Linked DNA regions of Mus musculus: all the other regions are linked to region 2. The links are chromatin contacts, called in public promoter capture Hi-C maps. All regions are on one chromosome and are shown on one strand. Each heading gives the region's core, a stretch centred on a gene start, on an enhancer-like site or on the middle of the called end of the contact. The rest is flanking DNA. Distances are from core to core; before and after follow the strand shown. Region 1 overlaps 1500002F19Rik (a long non-coding RNA gene). Region 2 holds the start of Lhpp (phospholysine phosphohistidine inorganic pyrophosphate phosphatase). Region 3 holds the start of 4932437C15Rik (a long non-coding RNA gene).

Region 1 (3,840 bases), core at 889-3,388, 290 kb after region 2:
AGATGATGACTCACAACCATCTGTACTGGAATCAATCAGATGCCCTCTTCTGGTGTATCTGAAGACAGTGACAGAGTACTCACATAAGAGTACTCTTATGTAAGTCTTTTTTTTTTTTCCGGGTGTTTTTGAGACAGGGTTTCTCTGTGTATCCCTGGCTGTCCTGGAACTCACTCTGTAGATCAGGCTGGCCTCGAACTCAGAAATCCTCCTGCCTCTGCCTCTGCCTCCCAAGTGCTGAGATTAAAGGCATGCAGACCACTGCCAATGGTAAGTTGGCCTTGCTCCAGTAAATAACCCCACAGCCATACTCCTGCAGGCAGCCCCCATTAAGTGCAGTGGGAACAGAAGCAAAACAGTTTGAGTAGGAGAGGGATTTGCTGGGAAGAAGGTTTCAGTGGGGCGGGGGATGAGAGAAGGAAATGGGGAAAAATGATTGAAGAACATTTTATACATATGAAATTGTATGAGAATTAAAACATGTAAGTCTCCAATATTACCAAAGTTATCATGCATTTGCTTCAAAATTCATGAATTAAATAAAATTCATGAAATAAATAAAAATTCAAAATTAAAACGGACTGTGGTGACACGTGCCTTTAATCCCAGCACTGTGGAGACAGAGGCAAGAGATCTTTATGATTTTGTGGGAAGTTCGCAGCCTGGTCTATACAGCAAGCTCTAGTACAGTACACAGTACAGTACAGTATTCTCAAAAATAAACCAGTTCCCCAAAACCCAAAGTTCATTTTAGAAGTAAAGTCTTCTTATGCTCCTTTGTTCTGTTTTTGCTTTTATTTTTGTTTTTTCAAGAGAGGGTTTCTCTGTGTAGCCCTGGCTCTCCTGGAACTGACTATGTCGGAGACCAGGCTGGCCTCCAGCTCACAGAGATCCACCTGCCTCTGCCTCCTGAGTGCTAGGATTAAAGGCGTGCGCCACCTTGCTGAGCAAGAGAGTCTTATTTCATCTACAGAGTAGTTCTGTAAGTTTTCTTCTCTGGGGGATGGATGGCTCAGTGGTTACCAGCTCTTGTTGCTTTTTCAGAGAACCTGAGGTATGTTCCCAGCACCCACGTTTGAGGTTTACAACCGTGTGTGACTCCAGTTCCAGGGGACCTGACGCTCTTTGGCTCACACAGTGAACATATGTACCTTCAGGTACACAAATATACAGATGAAATAAAATGAGTAGGTGCAAACACATATAGACACAAAATAAAATGAATAAATAAATCTTTTTAAAATGTCTTTTTCTCTCCTCCTCCTCCTTCCTTCTTTCTTCTTCTTCTTCCTTCTTCTTTTGAGACAGGGTCTGCTATGAACATCGGGCAGGTCTGGAACTCATGATGATCTCCTGTCTGTCCAGGGGCCCTGCCCCTCTATAAGTACTCTTTGAAGGCCCTGCCTCCTGGATTCTTGGTGCAAAGGCTCTTGGTCTTTACAAGCCAGCCCTCAGAGATCAGCTGTACCTGCCTGTAATGCTTAAAACAGAATTTGGTGTAGTCGTCCAGCAGCTATGGACAAGCTGGGTATACCACAGAGGGGGACTGGAAATGAAAAAGGAAAGGGGAGAGAAGGATGAAGCCAAGGCAAAAGTTTCTGATCAATGCTCAAAGTTTAATATTGAGCACTGTATTTATATAGGGAGAACCCACAGACCCATCCTTTGTTTCAACTGGATTATTTCTGCTTTGTTTCAGTTGGATTATGTTGCAAAGCAAAGTCAGCAGGCAATCTACTCCTGTAGGAAATTGCAGGTGCTGCAAGGCTGAAGACTCCACCTAGGTGGTTAAGGTTCAACTGTAGCAAACATTTAGGGTCTATTTAGCCTGCTCAAGGCTGGGGAAGGGCACAATGTGGGGCTGGTGATCATGCAGCCTGGGAGCTGATGCAGGGCCTCCACTTCTGGCTCTTTTCCTGTGTTTAGCTGCTATGAGGTCATGGGTGCAGCTGCCATGTCAACTCCTGAACATAGTCTTCCCCGAAACTCTTCCCACCTCCAGCTCTTACATCCTTTCTGCCCATCTTCAGAGACTCCCTGTATCAGGTGATATAGATGTCATGTGCCATTTAGGGCTGAGCACTCAACAGGCACCTATTCTTAGACCAGCAATGAGTTTCCACATTAAAGGTGTCAACAAAGCAAAGCCTCTTTCTATGACAAGTCCCATCACATGACCCTGAGCAGTTGGTTTAAGCAACTTCTGTGTCCAAAGAGAGACCTGTGACTCTTGTATCCCTATACTAGAGAGAGGAATGGGACAATGGCATCAGCAGTGGCTGAGTGAAACAAACCGGTTGTGCAGGCTGCCTTGCTACCCACCCCTGCCACAAAAGATAATAGGCAGGGAAGTGGGACTGGGAGGCAGTGGTGCTGTGGCTGAGGGAGGGGGTGTGGCCAGTACCTTACAACCCTAAGGAGTTGGGGTGCTTGCCAGAGGGGAGACTGGCAGCCCATCCTCATGCTGCTCTGAAGAGCTCCCCAACAGAGCCACTAGAGATAAACTTGGCAAAGCTCTTAGGCAAGTGAGAGAAGGCTGAATGTCATTTCTGAAGGAGTGTGAGGGTGACACAGCAGCTGAGGGTATGAGGTGAGGTCAGCCAGATGGTGAGTCACCTGCATCAGGGCTGTGTGATGCTAGAAGTCAGCTTTGGAGGGATAGCTGGGCCCTTACCACCTCCCCCCCCCCCAAGTCCCCAGTTTCAATGTACACTGAAGGAGACAGCAGTTACAAATCTGCCATCACAGAGGACAGTGAGAACAGTGTGAAAAGGAGGAGCCAAGTAGAAATATACTTGTGGTGCTGTTGTTTGGTAGCTTGTGCTGGTTTGGGTTTTGTGAGATAGGGTCTTTAGGTAAGCCAGCCTGGCTTAGAACTTAACGTTCACCTGCCTCTGCCTCTTGCTCTCTGGGACTACCGCTTTGTGCCACCACACTCTGTTTCCTTTTGCTCTTCTACTGACCCTTCCTCTTCCCTGTTCTAAAGTGAGAGTCGCTGCAGGTGGGGATGGAGATGGGTTGTGGGGGACAGAGAAAATGGATCTCAACTCCTTCAGCTCTGCTTGGGGGAAGCTTCAAATTGGCATAGCATTATGGTTTACCTTGAACCGCGCTCTTCGCTACTTAAAATGAGGGCTGTTGCTCAACGCTGTCGGTGGGATGTGCTAAGTGTCATCTGGGAGGGGAGAATTAGCAGAGGAGCTCTGCACGGAGGGTGGAAGGCCTGTGACTTGCTACAAGGTTGAGAATGTTAAGAGGGCTCAGGGTGTGGCTCAGTTGGTAGAGTCCTTGGTTAGTATGCACAGCCCTCCAGGTGTGATACCCAGCACATGGTGACCTGTAACTTCATCCAGCACACAGAAGGTAGAGGTAGAGTTCTATATTGGCTAATAGCAAATGTAATAGTACCTAGACTACAAGAGCATAGCTGCAAAAGAAAAAAAAAAGAGTAGGGAAAAAAAGGGCTGAGTGGTGGTATAAACTTTTAATCCCAGCAGAGGCAGGTGAATTTCAGTGCGTTTAAGGCCAGCCTGGTCTACAGAGCAAGTTCCAGGACAGCCAGGGTACACAGAGAAACCCTGTCTCAAAAACCAACCAACAAACAAAAAAACAAAAACAAAAAAAGAAAAGAAAAAAAAACCCACATTGCTGTGTACGAAGATGTGCATAATCGCAATCCCAACATTTTCGAGGTGGAGATGGTGTGGAAGTTTGCATGACAAATGTTCCCCATAGTTTCAGGCATGTGAATAATTGGTCCCTAAGTATGTTGCTAGGGCTGGGCTCCTAGAGTCCAAACCTCCCACCACTTCCAGGTGGATTTCTTTGCTTGTGGTTTAG
Region 2 (3,664 bases), core at 1,143-3,642:
TATCCACCAGGGCATAAAGTCTAAAGTCAGACATTCTTTCAAGTTCCACTTCAGACTGCCTGTCTGCGTATGAGCCACCGAGGCCACCCACAGCCCAGTGTCCCTCCTCTTGGCTGTATCTCTGTCACTCATTGTCACTTGGCATACATTAGCTCAACTGTGTTATATGTTGTCTTATCCTCAGACCATCTTGAGAGCTGAAGGCAAAGATCACATCTTGGGCCAATTTGTACCACACGCGCCCACTGCAAGGGGCAGAGACTTCTGCCAAATTCTTCAGTCTGACCCAGCTCCAACCTAGAAGTCTGGAAAGACCCAGATTCCCATGAAGATTAAACTGGGTGCTGTCCAGTTAGATGCTGAAGGTGAAGTGGCAGACACAGGAAGGCAGTGTTGAAATAATTTGTTTCTTGTGCTTCATTGGAGGCAGAGGCTGTTCTAATGGGATACTAGCATCTTACCAACAGGCAGTGGAAGAGAACTGCCAAAGGAGCAGAGCATCTCTAATGGGAGGTCCAGAAACCTTGGCAATAAAAAATTTTCACTTCCCCAGGAAGCATGCTGGGCTTCCCAGAAGGAGCCATTGACAATGGGCCTTTAGCCAATGATGGCTGTGACTTAGGGAGGTAAAGTCTGGAGCTGAGTCAGCTCCTGGGATACCCAGCTGGAGGAGATAACAAGGCCAGAACTGAGCTGGTTGACAAAATTCCTCAAGGTTTCAGCAATTATAATGAAACTAACTTAGCAACCAATCAAAATTGTACTAATGTCACTGTTTTGCCCCTACCAATCATATTGGAGATTACCTAATCTTTCTGGAAAATTCCCTTAGACCTGCATAAAAGGGGTCTGCAAACCATTTTGACGAACGGTTGGCCCCTGCATGCTGGTAATTTCCGCAGAATAAACCTTCTGCCTTTGCATTACTATTTGAGTCTGGGGTTTTCCTTCAGTGATTATTGGATTTATAGACACATAACTCCTGGTTATGCAGGACTCCAGCCTGATTCTCCAGCCTTCACTTCCTAACCCCCAAATCTGTAAGCTCTTTCTTGCCCGATGTAAGCAAACTTTCTCAAGTTAGAGCAGCTTCTTCAGTCTCTCTGTATAATATTGATCTCTAGCACAGTAAACCCACTCAGGGTAGACATTATACCTTTTATTTCTCTTGCGAGCAGCTCCTCTGGTAAGCTCATCAAAAGAATAATGCACACTTTGTTGAAATGCGTTAAAGTTCTAACATTCTGGGTGCTGGAGAGGTGGCTCAGTGGTTAAGAGCACTGGATGGTCTTTCAGATGGACCAGAGTTCAGTCCCAGCACCCACATCATTAATCATCAGGGTCTATATATAATTCTTGTTTCAGGGATCAACACCCTCTTCTGGCCTCCCGAGACACATAAAATTTGGTGTTTTTTTCTACTCATATTACCATGCTCTTTATTTTTGCAAGGCTGTTGTCTGCATATAACTTTTGAATTTGTGTTTTTCATATAATGTTAGAACAGAAGAGTTTTCCAAGGTAGTTAGCGGGAGTCTCTCTCTCTCTCTCCTTCTCCCTTTCTGTCCCTCTCCCCCCTGTCTTCCCCCTCCCTCCCCCTTCTCTCTCCAATCCCCTTCCCCTCTTTTTGTTTTGTTTTGTTTTTTTGTTTTTTTTGAGACAGGATTTCTCTGTGTAGTCCATGCTGTCCTGGAACTCGCAACAGGCTGACCTCAAACTCTGAGAGCTTCAGCTGCTTCTGCCACCTCCCCTGGCTGATCTTTCTTTCAGCACATTTCTTTCAGCATCTCTGATATGCAACCTGTATCCTCTACATTAATTTTCTTCAGCTTGTCTTGGCATTATCATTTATTTACACCGCAGTCATTCTGTTTGCACACGTTCCTTTAGTGTGTTTCCAAGGAATTGGATGGTGCCATCTAACCGCCTGCAAGATCTCTCCCTCTCTCTTCCATTTTTGAGACAGAACCTCACTACTGAGGCTAGGATGTCTCCAACACTTAAAATTTCATTTATTTAATTAGTATACGTGTGTGTGCATGCACTCGTGGGGAGATCTGGGGACAATGTCAGGAATAGGTTTTCTCCTGCTATTGTATGGGTCCTGGGAATAGAATTAAAGTTAAGTTTTGTGCCAAACACCTTTACCCCCTTGTGGCATCTTGGCTTCACACTCTCAGCCCTGCTGGGGATTACAGGTGAGAGCCATCCCTCCTGGACTGTTTCACTTTTCATTTCAAGTTGTCATGTCCTGACTCTTAGGGGTTTGAACTCCTTCCGCAGGATGCGTTCACTGCTTTTCCTGATAGTCAAGCGTCAGGCTGGTCCACGTGGTTCCCAGTTTGCTCCCGGCCCGCCCGCCGCGGATTACATTTCCCAGGCAACCCCGCGCGGGAGGCGTGGCTGCGGGATAAAAGCAGCGGCGACGCCGAGTTCGGATTTATAGCTGGACACGATGGCCGCATGGGCTGAGCGGCTGACGGGCGTGCGGGGAGTGCTGCTTGACATCTCCGGGGTGCTATGTGATAGCAGCGCAAGCGGTGCAACCGCTATCGCAGGCTCTGTGGAGGCAGTGGCGAGGTTAGTGAGCTCAATGCAGGGGGTTCCCGGCTGTGTCAACTACCGGGGGCGGGGCGTTCGCGCTAGCTCCGCCTTCTCGAGTGCTAGCTCCACCCCTCAGGCTGGCTAGGAACCTTGTCGGGGGAAGGTTGGGTTGGTCCTAGGCATTTATGGGTTGAAGCTGTGTTTTGGAAGCAGTTGGTTAACTTGCAAGTAAAATACAGATTCAAAAAGTGTAGACTATCTCATTAATATTGCAACCTGTTAGGCCGGGGAGATGGCTCCATGGGTAAAGACACTCATTGCCAGTTGTGTGTGACACCTGAGTTCAATTCTTGGGACCCACATGGTAGAATAAGAACGGTGGCTACCGTAAGTTGCCTCTCTCTGCCCTCCATGCATGTCCTCCATCTTAAAAGTAAATAAATGGAAAAGTTACTTTAAAATATTTCTTGATGTTGCTTACACGTTTAAGTGACTATTTTTAATATACTAGGCTAAGTAAACTATTCAAATGATCCACCTGTTTCTCTTAGAAAACTTTAAATCATATACATGGCTAGCCATCTAATTCTCTTGTATTGGTTTTGATTTGAGGAGGACAAGGGGTCTGGCTCATTACACCTTGCCAATGCAGAATGCTGTCAGAGACCACAATTGGCATTAAACCTGGGCTATTTGTCTTTGGTCCGCAGATAGCTTTGTGTAATGTGGATGAGCAGTTGGAGGCTGCTCATTGTTTAGCATTATTCTCTCAATATCACTCTCTGGGGTACCCTGACCTAACTAGCACTATTTACTTATTTGCAGTTAAGTAAGTCCTTTGATCCCGAGAGGCCCTCCCCTACTTATCTGTTTGTGTGTGTGTGTGTGTGCGTGTGTGTGCGTGCGCGCGCGCGTATGGTTGTGGAGAGAGAGAACACTTGAGCAAGAGGGGTGGCACTGATGGTGTAACAAGGACACAGACTATGTTTTGTAGCACAGTGAAAGGGACTGGTATGGGACAGCTAGTCCTAGGAAACACCTAGACCTTCTGGGTGGGTGAAAGTCCAGTTTACATGTCTTTCTGGCTTCTACATTGTCTCCACTAACTCCAGAACTTAAG
Region 3 (3,655 bases), core at 36-2,535, 390 kb after region 2:
CAGGCAGCCCAAGCCTATCAATCACCCTGTGAAGTGAGATAGCCAGGGCCATTCTGGAAATGGGACAGGGGTGGCCCTCGTTAGTACGCCCTATGATACTCAAGTGCATATTCTCTGGTCCTCTAGGACGCAGCTCGGCCCAGGCCCCTTCCCCTTCAATTGTCTAGACAGCAGACTGGGGACACCCACAGCACAGCACCTGATCGACATGACATCACTGTACCTTTGGGGTCACCTGCCTGTGGGGGAGGGGGTGGGGGAGGGAGGGTTTCCTGACTGTTGTACTTCCCAGCCTCTCCTTGCCTGGAGTCCTCACAGCCTCCTGCTTTGGACCCAGATTTGGGGACACTTCCCTAGGCCAGCTGTTTCCTTGTCAAGGAAGGAGATAAGTATGATGGACTAAACAGGACAGCCTTCAGTTATCCAGATAAAGTCTCATAGCAGCCTAACAGCCACACCATGTACAGGGAGATCTGTGGCCAGGGCTGTTGCCTCTCCCCTTTTGCAGAGGCTCCAAGTTGGGCTGTCTCCTTCCTCCAAGTCTGTTTATCCTCTCAGAGGCTGCCCAACATATGGAAGAACGTGGCTGTCCCTAGGTGAAGTGTCCCCTCAGATCCTATATGGAGCACAGGTTGTTCTAGGAGCCATGTGGCCTTTATGTGACCATTGAGACACTCAAAGCAGGAGCCTTTTGCAAAAGCAAACTCACCTTCAGGCCTCCGCCTCTTTGCTAAGGGGCATTGTCTTGACTAATGATTGATGTGGGGGACCCAGCTCACTGTGGGCAGTATCACCACTTGGACTGGTAGTCCTGGATGAAGGCTTAACCGACCATGGGAGCAAGCCTGTAAGCAGCGCTCTTCTGCTTCAGTTCCTGCCCTGCTTTCGTTCAGCAATGGATTGTGACCTGGCAGTCACAAGCTGGAATAAACCCTCTCCTCCACAAGTGGTGTTTGGTCCACAGCAATAGAAACACGAAGACGACCCTCCTAACTGGACATGCATGGATCCTCTTGTACCTCACAGGCTAGCCACACACTCCTCTGGTACTCTTACCACCAACCACATCATCCCTGTACCATCTCAGGACAGACTAGGGGCCTAGAGCAGAGAGAATGTTTAGAACAAGCTGGGGTTGGAAGGGAATCATGAACCATCACTGACTGAACGGCAGTCAGGTCCTGATGTTGAGGCATTCCTTCTATGCACCCGCCACCTACCTGAGAATCTCTGACCCATAAGTACAGTAAGGTGCCCAAGTGGTCTCAAGTGCTAACATCCTTTTACCCTATATGCCCTCACTGGTCCATGGTTCTTATAACGGACAGCTTAGCCCTATGAAAAAACAAAAGCCCTAAAATGCCCCACCTATCCTTAGTAGGTCAAGGTGAGGTGCTGGAGATGGCTACTGTGCCCAGGTCACAGAGGGGCAAGTGAGGTGGCAGTGATCTCACACAGCTCTACCTGGATTCATCCTGGAGTCAATCAGCCATGGAGCACCATCCGCTCAGCAGATGAGCACTCAGGCTGTGGCACATGAGCCTGAGTGACATCAGCCCTGCCTGCTCTCTACTGAGGGCCAAACTCCAAGACGTGGGTAGAGGGGCTGGCAGCACCAGGACACACAAGTAAGAACCCCCTACACTCACAGTCTGTAAAAAGCTTGGCTTTAAAGGGGCTAACAGGTTGGTTCATTGCACAAAGTCAGAAGTTTAGGCATAGATTTAGGTGTAATTTACCCCACCTCGCCAAGGGGGACAGCACCGGGGACAAGAGCCATCATCCAGTGCATCTGGAGTGGCTGAGAGCCACCAACTAAGATGTCCATCTGCAATATCAGAGCATGTATCTGTTACCCGGGTAACAGACTCCAGGTTGCCTAGTGATCGTTTCCCTTCCTGACTTGGTCTCCTTTTTCTTTGGTGAATCCCATTCTTTGTTCTTTCCCTAGGCTGAGGTGGGTCCGTGGTACATCTTGTTAAGGCTAGAGGTATGAATCCCAGCGGCCAATCTGCTAATAGCAGGGCAAACTAAAGGGGGTGGGGTGGGGTGTGTGTGTGTAGAGACCTATCGGCTGGGAAAGGGTGCTAAACAGGGGTGGCAGGGTAGGTGACAGGAGCCACCTGGCACCAGGTGTGAGGAGAACTGGGAACACGTCATCTGCATATCAGGGAACACAAAATCAAAGGCAGAGGCCCAAACACAGACAGCTACCAGCAGATTTCCCATCTCTTTCAACAATTCTGACAAACTGAACCATTTTTAATATATTAGGTACATCCCACTGTAAACTACATTAGCATGATACGCACGTGGCCCTCAGAGGTGGGGATTAGGTTGACCACTGGCTTGGAGCCATGGCTCATTTCTTCAATACCTAGGGGAATTTGGGGGAAGGAAGCCAAAGGCACGGTGCTTAATGAGGATTCCTTCCAAAATGGAGTTTAGGCTCCCAGGTACAAGACACTGCTCAAGGCCGTCCCACATGTCTAAATTCTAAGACTGGCAAAGACCCGGCAATGCTGCCGCCCTTCTGCCCTTCTCAGCCTTCCCCACTGGGGAGACACCTGACCAGACAAGGTGTTCAATGACTATCCAAAATGGTAATGTGTCCCTCTACATTCCCCAAAGACTTGCTCTGTCCAGCAACAATTAGGCTTGTTACAGGAACTTGGTCAGTGCCCTGCTGCCAACGGCCTACCCAGCATTATATGTGAGGCAGAGAGCTCAGCTAGTCCCCCTGGTGTCAATTACTAGCTGGCTCCAGGATTGCCTCTATACAATACGGGGGCCTTGTTCATCTGCATGGTACCATGGTGCTGCAGTTTGCAGCCAGGCTGCTGCCGGTCCCTGGGTGCTCAGAGTTGAAGCTATCTCAGTAATGTTAACTCAGAGAAAACCAAAGCCAACACTAAGCCAAGATGTTCACATTTGTGCTGGCCACCTCAGTGAAGCCAGGTTCAAGGTTCCAAGGCCTTGTAGATCCCAAGTGACTTCCGGAGAGATGCTGGCTGCTTTCTGGCTACCTAGTCTCCCTGTCATATAGACAGGAGGGAAAAAAAAAAAGGCACTGTACTCCTGTATGACGCTGCATATCCAGAAACACATGCTCTCACCCAACACACAGACAGAGCTACAAGCAGATGTGCCATCAACTCCTTTAAACTAATGGGATATTATGGCTAACCTGCAGTTACAGTAACACAACACACAGACGACCCTTGGTGCTTAAGGAAGGCCATTTCCTGGCTTGGGATCCCATGGCTGTCATGCTTCCGGAAGTATTAGCAGGAAGGGAATGTGGTGATCCTGGCCCACAAGCCTGCCCTGTATTCTGAGGAGCACTTACCATTTTCTTGAATAATACATGTGTAAAGTTGAAGAAGGAAAAGGACCCATGTCTAAAATGTGGTCTGAATCAGTTTCTGTTGCTTGCAGATTAAGAACCTAATGTCCGGGGATGGAGGGGTGGGGCTCAGCAGCTAAGAGCACATGTTCTGGCTTCCTTCCCTGCCCCCACAGATGGTGGTTGACAACCATCTGGAACTTCGGTTCTAGGAGCTGTGGCATCCTCTTGTGGCCTCCACTGGTACTGCCTGCACCTACCCACATGCAGGCAAAAACACCCAGACATAGAAAAGAAATAAGAACCTAG

Evidence for each region. Promoter capture Hi-C pulls out the DNA fragments that hold promoters and counts their contacts. Capture Hi-C pulls out chosen DNA fragments and counts their contacts.
Region 1: a promoter capture Hi-C map of pre-B cells shows a contact between it and region 2, with 5 times the contacts expected there. The contact joins the enhancer-like site here to the promoter of Lhpp in region 2. A contact is called at or near these places in 17 of 39 promoter capture datasets (the C10 cell line, the HPC-7 cell line, HPC-7-derived erythroid cells and 9 more), 1 of 15 datasets of contacts at CTCF or cohesin (large pre-B cells), 2 of 484 Hi-C or Micro-C datasets (embryonic stem cells and nephron progenitors), 5 of 115 datasets of contacts at active chromatin or transcription factors (all in embryonic stem cells) and 4 of 9 other capture datasets (adipose tissue, embryonic stem cells, liver and 1 more).
Region 3: a promoter capture Hi-C map of liver shows a contact between it and region 2, with 3 times the contacts expected there. The contact joins the promoter of 4932437C15Rik here to the promoter of Lhpp in region 2. A contact is called at or near these places in 12 of 39 promoter capture datasets (the 3T3-L1 cell line, 3T3-L1-derived adipocytes, the C10 cell line and 8 more), 1 of 15 datasets of contacts at CTCF or cohesin (pro-B cells), 2 of 115 datasets of contacts at active chromatin or transcription factors (embryonic stem cells and microglia) and 5 of 9 other capture datasets (adipose tissue, embryonic stem cells, liver and 2 more).

The regions. Positions count from the first base shown.
Region 1 is chr7:132,898,888-132,902,727 of GRCm38.p6, forward strand. The region is part of intron 1 of 1500002F19Rik (a long non-coding RNA gene); the gene reads right to left. It overlaps Gm46003 (a long non-coding RNA gene), which reads left to right. Exons shown (of 2, transcript XR_001778301.2): 2 at 1-3,435. Among named protein-coding and RNA genes, the nearest start is that of Gm46003, 3.9 kb to the left of the region's middle. Within about 2 kb of position 2,139, at least 16 of the 459 cell types and tissues checked have an H3K27ac peak or open chromatin away from gene starts, as enhancers often do.
Region 2 is chr7:132,608,251-132,611,914 of GRCm38.p6, forward strand. Lhpp (phospholysine phosphohistidine inorganic pyrophosphate phosphatase) reads left to right here and starts at 2,393. Exons shown (of 7, transcript NM_029609.1): 1 at 2,393-2,580. The coding sequence starts at 2,456.
Region 3 is chr7:133,000,103-133,003,757 of GRCm38.p6, forward strand. 4932437C15Rik (a long non-coding RNA gene) reads left to right here and starts at 1,286. Exons shown (of 2, transcript XR_378552.2): 1 at 1,286-1,628. The region is part of intron 1 of Ctbp2 (C-terminal binding protein 2); the gene reads right to left.